Linked DNA regions of Mus musculus: all the other regions are linked to region 1. A link is a contact called in public Hi-C and HiChIP or PLAC-seq data. All regions are on one chromosome and are shown on one strand. The core of a region is the stretch at or near the end of the contact, and the rest is flanking DNA. Distances in the headings are between cores, read along the strand shown. Region 1 holds the start of Ccl27a (chemokine (C-C motif) ligand 27A). Region 2 holds the start of Phf24 (PHD finger protein 24). Region 3 holds the start of Dnaja1 (DnaJ heat shock protein family (Hsp40) member A1).

Region 1 (3,907 bases), core at 983-3,482:
AGAGGCCATGCATCCTCAAGTTTTGGTACCCGAAGCTTCTCTCTTACGCCCGGTCTAGATCTTTGTCCCAGGGCTTGGGTGTTTCACCAAAAAAGAAATTCTAAGGAAATTCACCTCGCCTGCCCCGCTCACCCCACTCCACCATCCTGTCTACACTGCTTGCCATGTGAGCTCCCCTGGGTTTGTCAATCCAGAGATCTTTGGAAGGCAGAAACATTTTCCTGGCTTCCTTCTCTCCTAATTTTGGCTTCTCCAAAGATATGGAGGCCAAGTCCTCTTTTCCAGCACAGTGTGCTATGACAGAGGCAGTGCCAGGCTAAAAGTCAGCTTTGAGCTCAGCCAGGATCCAGGCTGTCTCCATAGCATAATCCTCAGGTGCCTGTTCTGGAATGGGAGTCAGTGTGTCTATGTGGTGGACACTATGAGGACAGTCTGACTCTCACCCACTGTAAGGGTTAACGGGTTCCAGAGTGATTTCGGTGGACAAAGTAATCATGGGGTTAGGGTAGCAGGATTCTTAGCAAACTGCTAGTTCTTGCTGATACCAAGGACTTTTTAAAACGGTGATGGGGCTGGCAGGATGGCCATGGTGCCAAGCCTGAAACCCTGAATTCCATCCCGGGAAGCCATATGGATGAAAAAACCCTCACAAAGGGTCATATCCTCTGATCTCTGCATGCACATGCATTGTGGTGGGCACACACACACATTACAAACACACACACACTTAAAAAATTAAATACAAAAACAAAAAATTGGGATCAGATTGGGGGAGCCAGTTTGGGGTTTTAACTATAGAAAGGACCTTGGACCCTCAACCCTTGTCACTCTCCTGGGGTACACTGCTGGAGACAGCTTCTAGAAACTGGTCCTTCCTCTCACTGACAGCAGACTCCTCAACTTTGGCTAAAATGTTTTATATCCACTCCCAGGAAAAGAGGATTCTCCAGACATCTGGCAAAGTTATGGCTAGAGTTAGGTGGTAACAGCTGAAGTTGTGGGAACACTGATAAGTGGGGGAAAGATGTGGCCTACTCTCAGTGTGGGTGCTTTTGGGGAGGGCGTGGCAGAGAGCCAGTCACTGATAGTAATTACAAGCCTGACCCTTAGGAGCAATGGAGTCCTACACATGCAAAGGCTTCCTACCAGGGAGGGATGCCCTGTGGGTTAACAAACAGCAGGTGTGGAGTGGGATTCCCAGCACCAAAGGCGGCTGCGGCGCTAAAGTCAGGGAGGCAGTGGGCGTGACTTTAAATCTTTAATGCACCGGCTGTCTGTGCAGCAGCGGTGGGGGTGCGACAGAGGAGACCACGACCCGAGCGCTGGGGAGCAGGCCTCAGGCCGCTCGACAAACAGCTCATTAGGCCCCGCAGAGGCTCCAGCTTCTGCTCCCGGGGGTGCGCCGAGCTGTAGGGCGACCCGACAATGACATGAGGCGGGGCAGGGGCGCCTGGACTCCCCCACATCCGTCCACCGACACTGAACCTCGTTCATGCCCCCACGAGATCGCAGCCCCCTCACCTCCGCTCCCTGCGCCACATTCGCAGCCAAGGAAAAAAGTAGAAGCAGCCCCAGTAGATCCTGCAAAGACAAGGCAGAGCCGGACCGGGAGGGGCGGGGCTGACCCACAGACCTCACCTCTGGAACCGAGCCCTCCAGAAAGCCCCGCCCCCAAGGGCTGGACAGCAGCAGCCCACGCCCCTCGAGGGCCCGCTCTGCCCGCCCCGGGACGTTCACCTTCCCCCCACCCCCGGCCTCACATCCCTCCTCCGCTTCTCCCGCCTCCACTCACTCCTCCTCCGCTTCCAGCGCCACCTCGTATCTCCTCAATCGCGACATGTCCGGGGCTCCGAACGGTTCCTGTGGAACAGCATGATAGGAACACTTATTCCCAGTCGCAAGTCCCCTTCGCCATCATTTCCAGGACGAGTCTGAATAGTCCTCAGGTACACTGAGGCAGGTGGCCCCCACCCCCGGAAGCCAATTGTCACATCGGGACAGGATGGGATGGATGCTATGGAAATCACTAGAAGTTAAAGCGTTAGGAGGAGGGTTATCTAGGGACCCGAACTTGGAGTCACCAAAGAGGGAGGTCTAGCGGCAGGGGAGCTGGGACATTTAGGCCCTGGATGGAGATTTTGAGGGGCTGGAGTCACCTGAAGGGGGGCTCAGGGGTCGGCACAGCCTAAACTCCCCGCCCTCCCTGGCTCCGCCCCGGAAACGGACCGTTAACAATTACATCACAGGGATACCTTCGCATTCTATGGGTGGGGCTTGCGTATCACCCGGAAGGGGAGGAACCAGGTTTTCGTCAGAGGAGGTGGGATCAAAATGTAACGTTAAAAAGTGGCACTGTATTTTTGTTGCTTAAGGGGCATAGTCTGTGTTTATTAAGATGCCAGACACGCAGGACCCTCTTTTCTGGGATGGAGCCAGATTTTAGAGTTAGGCAGGTTGGTAGACTGTGACCTTGATTGGAGACAGCAGTAAAAGTGCTTTGGGAATCATCTTCACTGTGCCTCTCTCCCCAGTGCCCCCACTTGCCTGGCTTTTACCTTGCCAATTGTTTTTCTTCCTTGCCCAGTTCTTGAATGACCTCAGACCAGAAGGAATAGGCCAGCAGCGAGAACACAGCCTAGAGCAGGCTAAGGTATGGAAATGTCTTAGCTCAGTGGCCTTGGCCAAATCATCTAATTTTTTTTTCACACCATGTACGGACATCTAGAGTGGAACAATTGTGAAGACACCTCTTAAACCTATGAAGCCTGAGGCTAACTTTGGGGTGGAGCTGTCAGAAATGAATGCAGTAAGCTGGTTAACAAGATTATTCATCGGGTGGATTCCCCATTGTCTTCCTGGTTTGAGGGGGAGGGTCCCTTTTAAACTTTTTTTTTTTTTTTTTTTTTTTTTTGTATATGAGTACATTGTAGCTGACACACCAGAAAAGGGCATCAGATCCCATTACAAATGGTTGTGAACCACCATGTGGTTGCTGGGGATTGAACTCAGGACCTCTGGAAGAGCAGTCAATGCTCTTAACCGCTGAGCCATCTCTCCAGCTCCCTTTTAGACTTCTTAGTAGCAGCATTAATTCTTGCTTGGTTTCAGTTCTGACAACCACAGCAGTCAGGAGTTTGAGTAAGAGGTATGGTGGGAAAGATGGCTTAGCTTCTTGTAGAGGGCCAGAATTTGGTTCCCAGCACCCACATTGGTTGCTCACAACCACCTGTAACTCTAGCTCCAGGAGGAGCTGACGCCTCTGGCTGCCAAGGGCACTAACCCTCATGTGCATGTACCCCCTCATAATTAAAAATAAAATATATTTTCTTTAAAAATTGCCATTCTCAAGGTTGGGAGTCAGGGTGAAGAGCAACATCCCTCTGCCTTCACGTTCCTGCTGTGACAGACTGCTGTGAGCTGTGAGGTAAAAGTAGACCCCTTTCTCCCTTAAGTCACTCTGTCAGTGTTTTATGACAGCAACAGAAAAGAGACCTATGGTTCTGAGATCTGTGAGGGTTGGAGGAGGAGGGAAGATACTGCCCCTCATATTCTGGGGGCACAATCACAGGGGCGGGGCAAGGGTAGAGGAAGTCACTTCTCAGATTCCATGGCAGTTGAGAGGTCCAAGAAGGGAAGCCACTCTGAATTTTATACTGAGGTGATGGGATCTGCCGTGCCATAGCATGGGAGGCTTTCCTGGTTCTGGTCTGCTTGTCTCAAGATAACTCCTTGCTAGCATGTCCTGTGGCTGTGCTTGGGAACAAGTGAGAGGGTGAGTGAGAATCCATAATCCAAGGGCACGTGGAGAAGAAGACTCCAGAAAGCTCAGAGTGGGAGTCGCTTAGGTAGCCTACTATGGGACACTAGGCCCACTGTGGATGCCAGGCCTACTGTGGGACACTGGGCC
Region 2 (3,907 bases), core at 928-3,427, 1.1 Mb after region 1:
AGATCATATAGTTTATATACATAACAGGGTTTTACTTAGCAATAAAAAACTAAATGTGTCATCTTCAGGTAGATGGGTATAGAGCTAGATTTCACTGTGTGGAGTGAAACAACCAGACTCAGAAAAACAAGCATCTTATACATAGAATCTAGATTCTTGGGGGGGGGGGGGAGGGGTAAACATAGAAGTTGAGGAGTGATTATTTAGGAAGTGATTGTTTAGAGAGAATTGGAGGTGAAGTAATCAAAGCAAATTATATGCACTGCAAAACGTCACCTCTGGGGTGATTTGAAATCATCTGCAGTAGGTTGGAACGGCTCGAAACACCAAATGTCTTAGAACGACTTTAAACTCCTGATCTTCCTGCTGCCCACTTCCCAGTGCTGTGATTTCAGGCATGTCTACCACAGGCAGACCAAACCCGAGGTGTCAGGGACTGAGTCGCTAGGATGAGTGTTAAGAGGAGACTGGACGGGACGGCAGTGTTCAGATATGTGGCTGTGGCAGGGATTATGGTTCTACTGGTTATTAGAGCGAGACCCTCGTGGTCCATGGTTATACTGGTTATTAGAGCGAGACCCTCGTGGTCCATGGCTCATAGTGCAGCTCCTTAACAGGACTCTGACCACCTTGGTTTTTGTTTGTTCAATGGATGGCTGACACACAACACATATTTTTGAATGAAAGAAGGAATTAGCCAACAAACACCTCTATAGGGGATATTATAGCCTTCTCTTCCATACAGGCCCATCAAATAGCCTAGAAATAGAACACTCAAGACGGTCTTTAGGTCCCTGTCTGAAATTGTTGGTCCATTATGATTCTAAAGGTAAGTACATCGGACTACATAGAAATCTCAGTCTGCTCTTCAATATTAGTCTCACAAGGGGGAAAATATGGTGGCTCTTGTTAACACAATTTTGTAGCGGCTTCTCAGTCTGCAGTGGCAGTTTGGGTTCTGATATCAGAGCACCTGGATTTCAATCTCATCTCCATGACATAGGAGCTTGCTACTTTAGGCAAGCTGTTTAACCTCTGTGCCTCAGTGTGACTCCTCCAAGACATAATGCCTTGACCCACTGTGGTAGCTCAGGCCTGGAATGCCAGCCCTCTGGGAGGCCAAGGCAGGAGGGCTGCCTGGAGTTGGAGGCCAACCTGAGCTCCCCAGTCAACTACTGACCAGCTGCAGCTGCACAGTGAGTGACATTTAAGGTCTTTAAAATAGTACCTTTACACTTGGCATTTTTAATATTAATTTGATGGTGATAATAATATATAGTTCCAAATTTATGTAAATTCTACTTAGAGGACAAATTATCTCCTATACCACCTGGAAAGGGGGGTAGGGTAGAGGGATACTAGATGCTCAAAAAATGATGTGACATGTGTTTGATAGACACAAAATAGATGTAATTTAGATAAGAGGGTTCTGGGCATGTGTACACATCGTCCATTACTTTCCTACAACTAGTTCTAGATATTTTATTACTTGGTCTTTTTCTTGCCCTCTTCAAAGCCTGGAGTTTGTTGCAATGCGCGTTATAGTTCTCAGAAACACTGGCCGCCTGACAAGCTGGCTGTTTGGCTAGTCCGAAGGCTGAGGCTGCTGCAGGAAAAGTGGGTTACATGACAGTACAGCTCTGCTGCTGCTGCTGGAGATGGAAGACCAATAGCCTCCGACAAAGCGCACAGGGCAGGATGGAGCAGCCAAGGTCTTTGTGAAGGTTCCTGGCCACTCCCGAGCTCAGTGGGAACCTGAAGAAGGTAAGTGCCCTCGGTGAGCCCTGAGACCTGGGTGGTGCGACAGAGTCGCCTGGCTGAGTTCTTCTCACCCCGGGCAGCTGCTGGTGGCAGCATCCACACAGACCCTACTCTGCTCTGGGTGTGTGCGAGTGGGAGAGTCCCCGCAGCCCCTGCAGCGCCGACCCGGGGCCAGCTCCCGGGGCGGGCTGACCTTGCCGCGGGCGGCCGGGCTGGCGCAGTCCCCGCGCCGCATTGCCGGCTGCTCGTGCGGGCGCCCCCTGGCACCCGGACCGCGCGCCCGCGCTCCCACCGCGCCCCACGCCCGCGGCCGAGCCGGCTGCGCGGACCGCGCCTGAGGCTCCGGAGGGTGGGGCGGCGCGCGCCCACGGGCCGGCCGAGGGCGCCTCGCGCGGGTGCACGCGCAGCGGGTGGGCGTGCTCAGGGCGCGCGCCACCGCTGCCGCCGCCTCAGCCTGTCGTGCCGCCCGCGCCGCCCGCTCCCGGTGCTCGGCCCAGCACGTCGGCTCTGGAGCGGCCGTGGGCAGCGCGGGCCCGCGGCGTAGAGTCCGCCGGCCTCGGACCCGCGTCCCGCACGCGGACTGTCCCGGTAAGCGAGGGCGGGGGCGGTGGGACCCCGCCGTCACCCCGAGGGGCGGGTCTGCGGTCCCGGACTCGGATCCTGGTGCGGGAGCCGCCCCCACGGGGCCCCTGTGCAAGTGGATGCACGCCAGTGACCGCCGCCTCTACCCCGAGAGCGTCCGTGGGACGGGCATGGAGGGAGACGCCCAGGGCGCTCTGCACTTTGTGCCTTGCACAGCCCCAGTGTGGAGGCACCCTCCCCAGGCCCCCAGGGGGGCCTTCTGTGTAAGTGGAGTGGCATCAGCGTAGTCTCTGGACTTGGCTCCGTGGGAGAACATCTGGGAACCTCAGGGACTTTCTCAGTGGTATTGGTGAACCTCAGGTGATCTCAGCCTGTGCCCCTAGAGATGCCAAGAAAGAACCTTTGGCTGGAGAAATGGGATCCATTTGTGGCATCATAGCTCCAAGGACTTTGGCACTGACCTCCTGAGGGACTCAGTGTGCCCTCATTTGTCCCCCTCAACATAGTGGAAAGGAGTGGGGACTCTATGGGGCTGTGGCCTTTGTTCATTCCATTTCTCACACTGCCCCAGTAGAGTGTCTCTTCTGAATGACAGCCCGGTTGGCTTCACGCTGGACTTTCAGGGAGACTGGAACTGCTTGTAAGAGCACAGGGCCCAAGGGGTACCAAGATCAGTGAGGCCTCCAAATCAAAGATAAGATATCTGAGCCTGTGAGCTTGACTATCCAGAAACACTAAGACCAAGTTTCTGGAGGAAGGACTAAGCGGGAGGGAAGCATTCTTGAGAACTAGTGTGCCAGGCACCGTGCTAGATCTGTTTAAACATCTTACATAATACTTAACAACAGCTTCATCAAATTGCCCCCATTTAAACATTAGGTATTTGTGACGCAGGCTTAGTACTTTGCCCGAGATCACAAATGACAAAGTCTGTTCTTCACATTTAACTCAGAGAAAAGTGTCAAGGAGGGACAGAAGAAAGAGAGGCTGTTTGTTACTAAGTTGTGCTGAAGGGTCAAGCGTGGAGCTTTGCCGTAGCATATGCTCCGCAGAGGTGATACTTGAAGGGAGGGGGGCAGCTTATCAGAGCATGCGGCCATTGGAGCAGTTATCCACTTAATCCCCTGATTTCAATGTATGGCTTCCTTTGTTGGTAGCACTACTGTAATGGTATGGTGGTCCTTGTCGGGAATTGCTTGGGAGGACTAGAGGGGCCACCTTCCCTGCTGCAGGACCTTGGGGGTGAAGAAGCAGAGACACTGTCACTTCTAGGAGTCACCCACACTTCCCTTGTGGCCCTGCATATGCACCAGTGGACAGTAATCCACAAATACCACCCAGGACACTGTTGATGAGTTCTGTGTGAGAAGCAGACGGGTGGAAAGGATGGGAGCCAAGAGAGGCTTGCTGGTCATCTGTCATCCGGGAGAGAACCAGATACAGCCATACCCCTGTCTCACCCCTCAACACTTCCATTTCAGCTGACTCCTAACGGTATAACTTTGGGCCCAAAGATAGATTCTTGCTTCTTATCCAAAATGGGAGTGTGAAAGGGCCAAGCCAC
Region 3 (3,907 bases), core at 752-3,251, 1.1 Mb before region 1:
TTTTTGTTTGATTTGTTTTGAGACAGGGTCTTTCTTACTCTGTAGCTTTGGCTGCCCTGGAACCTGCTATGTAGACTGGCCTGGCCTCTATATTAGAGATCTGCCTACCTCTGCCTTCAGAGTGCTGGGATTAAAGGCAGACTTTATCAGCCTAGTCCTGCAATTTTGGTTGGTTGGTTGGATGGTTTTGGTTTGGTTTTTTGTTTTTAATTCTGGTTTTTAATCTCATTACGAGTTAAGTTCCTTGAGAGTAGGGGCCATGGCTTACAAGAGTTTTGTATTGGCAAGGCCTAGAGTATGCCTGGCATAGTAGATATTTTACTCAAAAGTGTTGGCTTAAAGCAGTAGTTCTCAAACCTGTGGGTTTTGATCCCTTCGGAAAACCTTTGGCACATATTTATATTACAATTCACAGCAGTAACAACATTGCAGTTATGAAGAAGCAATGAAAATAATTTTATGGTTGGGGGACACCACAACATGAGGAGCTGTAATAAAGGGTCGCAGCGTTAGGAAGGTAAAGAGCCCCTGCTTTAAAGACGTAACCTATTGATAGATGTGATATCTGAGAGGGTAACACGTAAGCTGAGAAAAGATGTTTCTCAACCAAAACCACAGCACATCATCAAAAAGTCTGTAAGGGAAGTGGCGTAGCTTTAGTGACCACAACAGAGTTTAGTGAAAGCAGTAACGGTGGAGAGGCAGGACAGCTCAAGGTAGAAATCCCAAAATCCGGAGGTTTTTAAGACCACGAGCTAAAGATGTCTTTGGGTAGGTTTGAAGACAGCCTTTCCAGCTCCCTTAGCTCTGGCTACATCCAATTACCTGTGATCTCCATAAAGCACTGAGACAGCCGCTCAGCTGGTAACGCACTGAAGACTTGAGTTGCCCGTGCAAAGGTACGAGAGAACTACAATGGTCCACAAGCCTAGAAACACACAATAAAACGAACATTTAAAGAATCTCATCCCACACTCTGCACTTCCATTAGGAAGTGTGCTTAACTGCTTCTTGTTCACCTGCTGACCTGTATTTTGTGATTTCTCTTATAAGTTTTTAGCTTGTTCCACTTCCAACGAAAGTCCAAGCAAGAGGCCCCGCGGTTAAGAGCATGTACCACCCTTCACAACTGCTCAGAGACAGGAGATTTCAGAATTTGAAGCCAGACTTAAGACTCCATGCCTCTGGCTTCCTTGGGCACCTACACACACACACACACACAGAGGATTCAAAATAAATCTTTAAAATATGTGAACTCTTTCAAGCTTACACCTCCACTTCTTTGATGTATCTATTGTGTTAGTGAATAAGAAAAACATTCACTCTGTCCTTTGAAAGCTTAAGATTCAACTTTGCCAACTATAGATTTTTGAGTCACCAACTGGAAATAAAAACGGTCAGAGAATTAAAACAATAAGCTAAAGCAATTAATTTTGCTTTTGGCCGCTCCTCTGCGGCCAAACTGGGTGGAAGACCATGACCCTCCGTTAGCATGAGGCATTCTAAATGTTTTCCTGTTTGGTGAAGTCCCAGATTCCCTCCGCCCAAGTCGTCAGAGCCAAAAGGATCTGAAGCCTGGGCCAGGCTCGTCCAAAAAGCTCTGACATAAGTGCGCTTGGGTGAAACCAAAGCCTGCGAGGCTGGTTTAGGGAGTAGGCCCGCCTTGCTCAGCATTTCTTGCCCGCAAGGCTCAGAGCTAAGGAGCTGGAGCTGCAGAAAATCAGACTCGCAGCCAGGGCTGGGTTCCACCAATCCCCTTCAGCACAGCGCGCACAACGCCTGAAGCACTCGTCCCCGGCTTACGGGCTCTGGGACATGACCTCTCCACCTCAAGACTTCCGCACTCTGGTTCCTCGCAATAAGAAAAAAAGCCTCTAGAAAATTCTACGAGGCTCGGGAACCCGGGCTTGAGTCCACCCCCACAAGGCCCTTGGGCGCAGCCACTTCCCGCCCCCGCGCCGTTGCCCAGGTAACCGAGGGGCGGTGGCAGCGGCGAGGGGCGGGACTTCCGGCAAGTGACGCGCCGGGGCTCGGCTACAAAAGAGGTCGGCTGCGGCGGGCCGGGCGGAACTTTCCAGAACGCTCGGTGGGTGGTGGAGGAGCAGCGTGTGGCTGAGCTGCGCTGTGCTCCGCTCCTTTCCGCTCTCCGGCGCCGGCCCGCTCACCGGTGAGTCTCCGGCCTCCCTCGGTCGCGGCGTGCGGTCTGGACCCCAGACAGCCGGGGAAGGCGCAGCCGGAGGCGGTTGGTCCCGCGTGGGCGGGGACTGCGGGTTCCTTGAGCCGGCCTCGGGCTTCGGAAGGCTGCCGGGAATGCCCGGCGCCCTGCCCGCCCGCACGCCTCGAGGAGGTCCAAGGCCCAAGCCAATTGGCCTCCCGCCTCATGCTCCTTGCTGCGTACCCCCGCGCTCCGCCGCCCGGGCCGGGTGGGCAGCGCTGCGCACGCGCGGAGCAAGGCAGGGGTGAGGGGCTGCGGGAGGAGCCGGGCGGAGGCTGCGGCTTGCGCTTCTCCTGGCTCTCCTCCCTCTCTTTGTTGAGGTTCGACCTCCCCCCCCCCTCCGCCTTTTCGATCAGGGTGGGAGGGAGAAAGGAAGGAAGCCTTAACGGTCGGCGCCGGGGGGCCCGGGAAACCCAGAGGGCGAGCCAGCTTCCAGGCCTGCGGGGCGAGAGTGGGTAAGCTGCGAGCGAGCAGGAGCAGGATGGCGACGGGGCCCGGGCACCTGCTCCCTGGAGCCGGTCTCCTAAGCCACTCCTCCACCCCCGGGAGTCCAGTGTCGCTTTCCGGCGAGGGTATGGCCTTTATCAGATGTACAAAGGCAGCGGTAATGTACTAACCAGTGGACGGAACCTATCAGTGCTGCTGTGGGTTACTAGCAAAACCTCTGGGGAAAGGAAACCGGAAGAAGCCAAATAATTCATGTGTTAGTGCAGTAGAGTCTGAACCAGCTGCGAGAGAGGCTTTCCTTCGCGTTCCCTGAAATCTATATTTTAATCTGTTCGAGTTTACAGCTGAATCATATCAGGAATTTTTTTTTACCTTTTAAGACGCGTAGGGAAGGCTGTATTAGTATGAAATAAATGCAAAAGAACAGATTGCTTTAGCTCTGGTAGTTAAAGACTACCCGTTAAGAGCCAGTCGTGGCGCACACCTTTGATCCCAGTGCTCAGGAGGCAGAAGCAGTTGGATCTTTTCTACAAAAGTTTAAAGCTGGTTTAAAATTACCATTTTCTGGTTTCAGGCTGTAAAAAATGGTGAAAGAAACCACTTACTACGATGTTTTGGGGGTAAAACCCAATGCCACCCAGGAAGAATTGAAAAAGGCATATAGAAAATTGGCCTTGAAGTACCACCCTGATAAGAATCCAAATGAAGGGGAAAAGGTAAGGGCACAGGCAAACAGCTCAGCAGCAGTGTTGCAGTGTGTGTATCTTTCTGTTCGTGCCTTAAAGTCTACCGTAGCTGTGCTTTGTAACAGTTGTTTCTAATGGGATGTCCTTTTCTGAAACAGTTTAAACAGATTTCTCAAGCTTATGAAGTTCTTGCTGATTCCAAAAAAAGGGAACTATATGATAAAGGAGGGGAGCAGGCGATTAAAGAGGGCGGAGCAGGTGGTGGTTTTGGCTCACCCATGGATATCTTTGATATGTTCTTTGGAGGAGGAGGAAGAATGCAAAGAGAAAGGAGAGGTAAGAAAAATCTGGCTTACCTGCAGCTAGAACGAAATAACTGCTGCGGAAAAAAAAGACTTGAGAATTTATTCAAATGCTTGTTTACACGTTGGTATGATGTTACACTCTGTCCGTGAACTGTCTTTGACTTCTGGTGTCATTGAGATTTTCTGTAACTAAAAAATAGCTAAGCCAAAAAGCAGGTATAACTAACCCCATAGATTCCCAAACAGTGGGGGTA

What was found. Hi-C and Micro-C count contacts between places; a contact is called where the count stands out from the background. HiChIP or PLAC-seq counts read pairs in DNA pulled down with a chosen protein or histone mark.
Region 2: a contact with region 1 is called in an H3K4me3 HiChIP or PLAC-seq map of stem cell-derived neural progenitor cells, with 7 times the contacts expected there. The contact joins the promoter of Phf24 here to the promoter of Ccl27a in region 1. A contact is called at or near these places in 1 of 39 promoter capture datasets (embryonic stem cells), 2 of 115 datasets of contacts at active chromatin or transcription factors (embryonic stem cells and stem cell-derived neural progenitor cells) and 1 of 9 other capture datasets (liver).
Region 3: a Hi-C map of B cells shows a contact between it and region 1, with 7 read pairs. The contact joins the promoter of Dnaja1 here to the promoter of Ccl27a in region 1. A contact is called at or near these places in 2 of 39 promoter capture datasets (both in liver) and 1 of 484 Hi-C or Micro-C datasets (B cells).

The regions. Positions count from the first base shown.
Region 1 is chr4:41,771,944-41,775,850 of GRCm38.p6, forward strand. Ccl27a (chemokine (C-C motif) ligand 27A) reads right to left here and starts at 2,233. Exons shown (of 4, transcript NM_001164044.2): 1 at 2,157-2,233; 2 at 1,793-1,860; 3 at 1,522-1,581; 4 at 1,243-1,407. The coding sequence starts at 1,839. The coding sequence ends at 1,251.
Region 2 is chr4:42,915,066-42,918,972 of GRCm38.p6, forward strand. Phf24 (PHD finger protein 24) reads left to right here and starts at 2,178. Exons shown (of 9, transcript NM_001346526.1): 1 at 2,178-2,349.
Region 3 is chr4:40,720,467-40,724,373 of GRCm38.p6, forward strand. It overlaps Dnaja1 (DnaJ heat shock protein family (Hsp40) member A1), which reads left to right and starts at 2,002. Exons shown (of 9, transcript NM_008298.6): 1 at 2,002-2,167; 2 at 3,237-3,378; 3 at 3,507-3,684. The coding sequence starts at 3,247. Gm6297 (predicted gene 6297) reads right to left here and starts at 2,375. Exons shown (of 3, transcript NR_077226.1): 1 at 2,166-2,375; 2 at 1,028-1,201; 3 at 1-928. It overlaps Mir207 (microRNA 207), which reads left to right and starts at 2,451; the gene lies at 2,451-2,529. It also overlaps a transcript of Aptx not described here.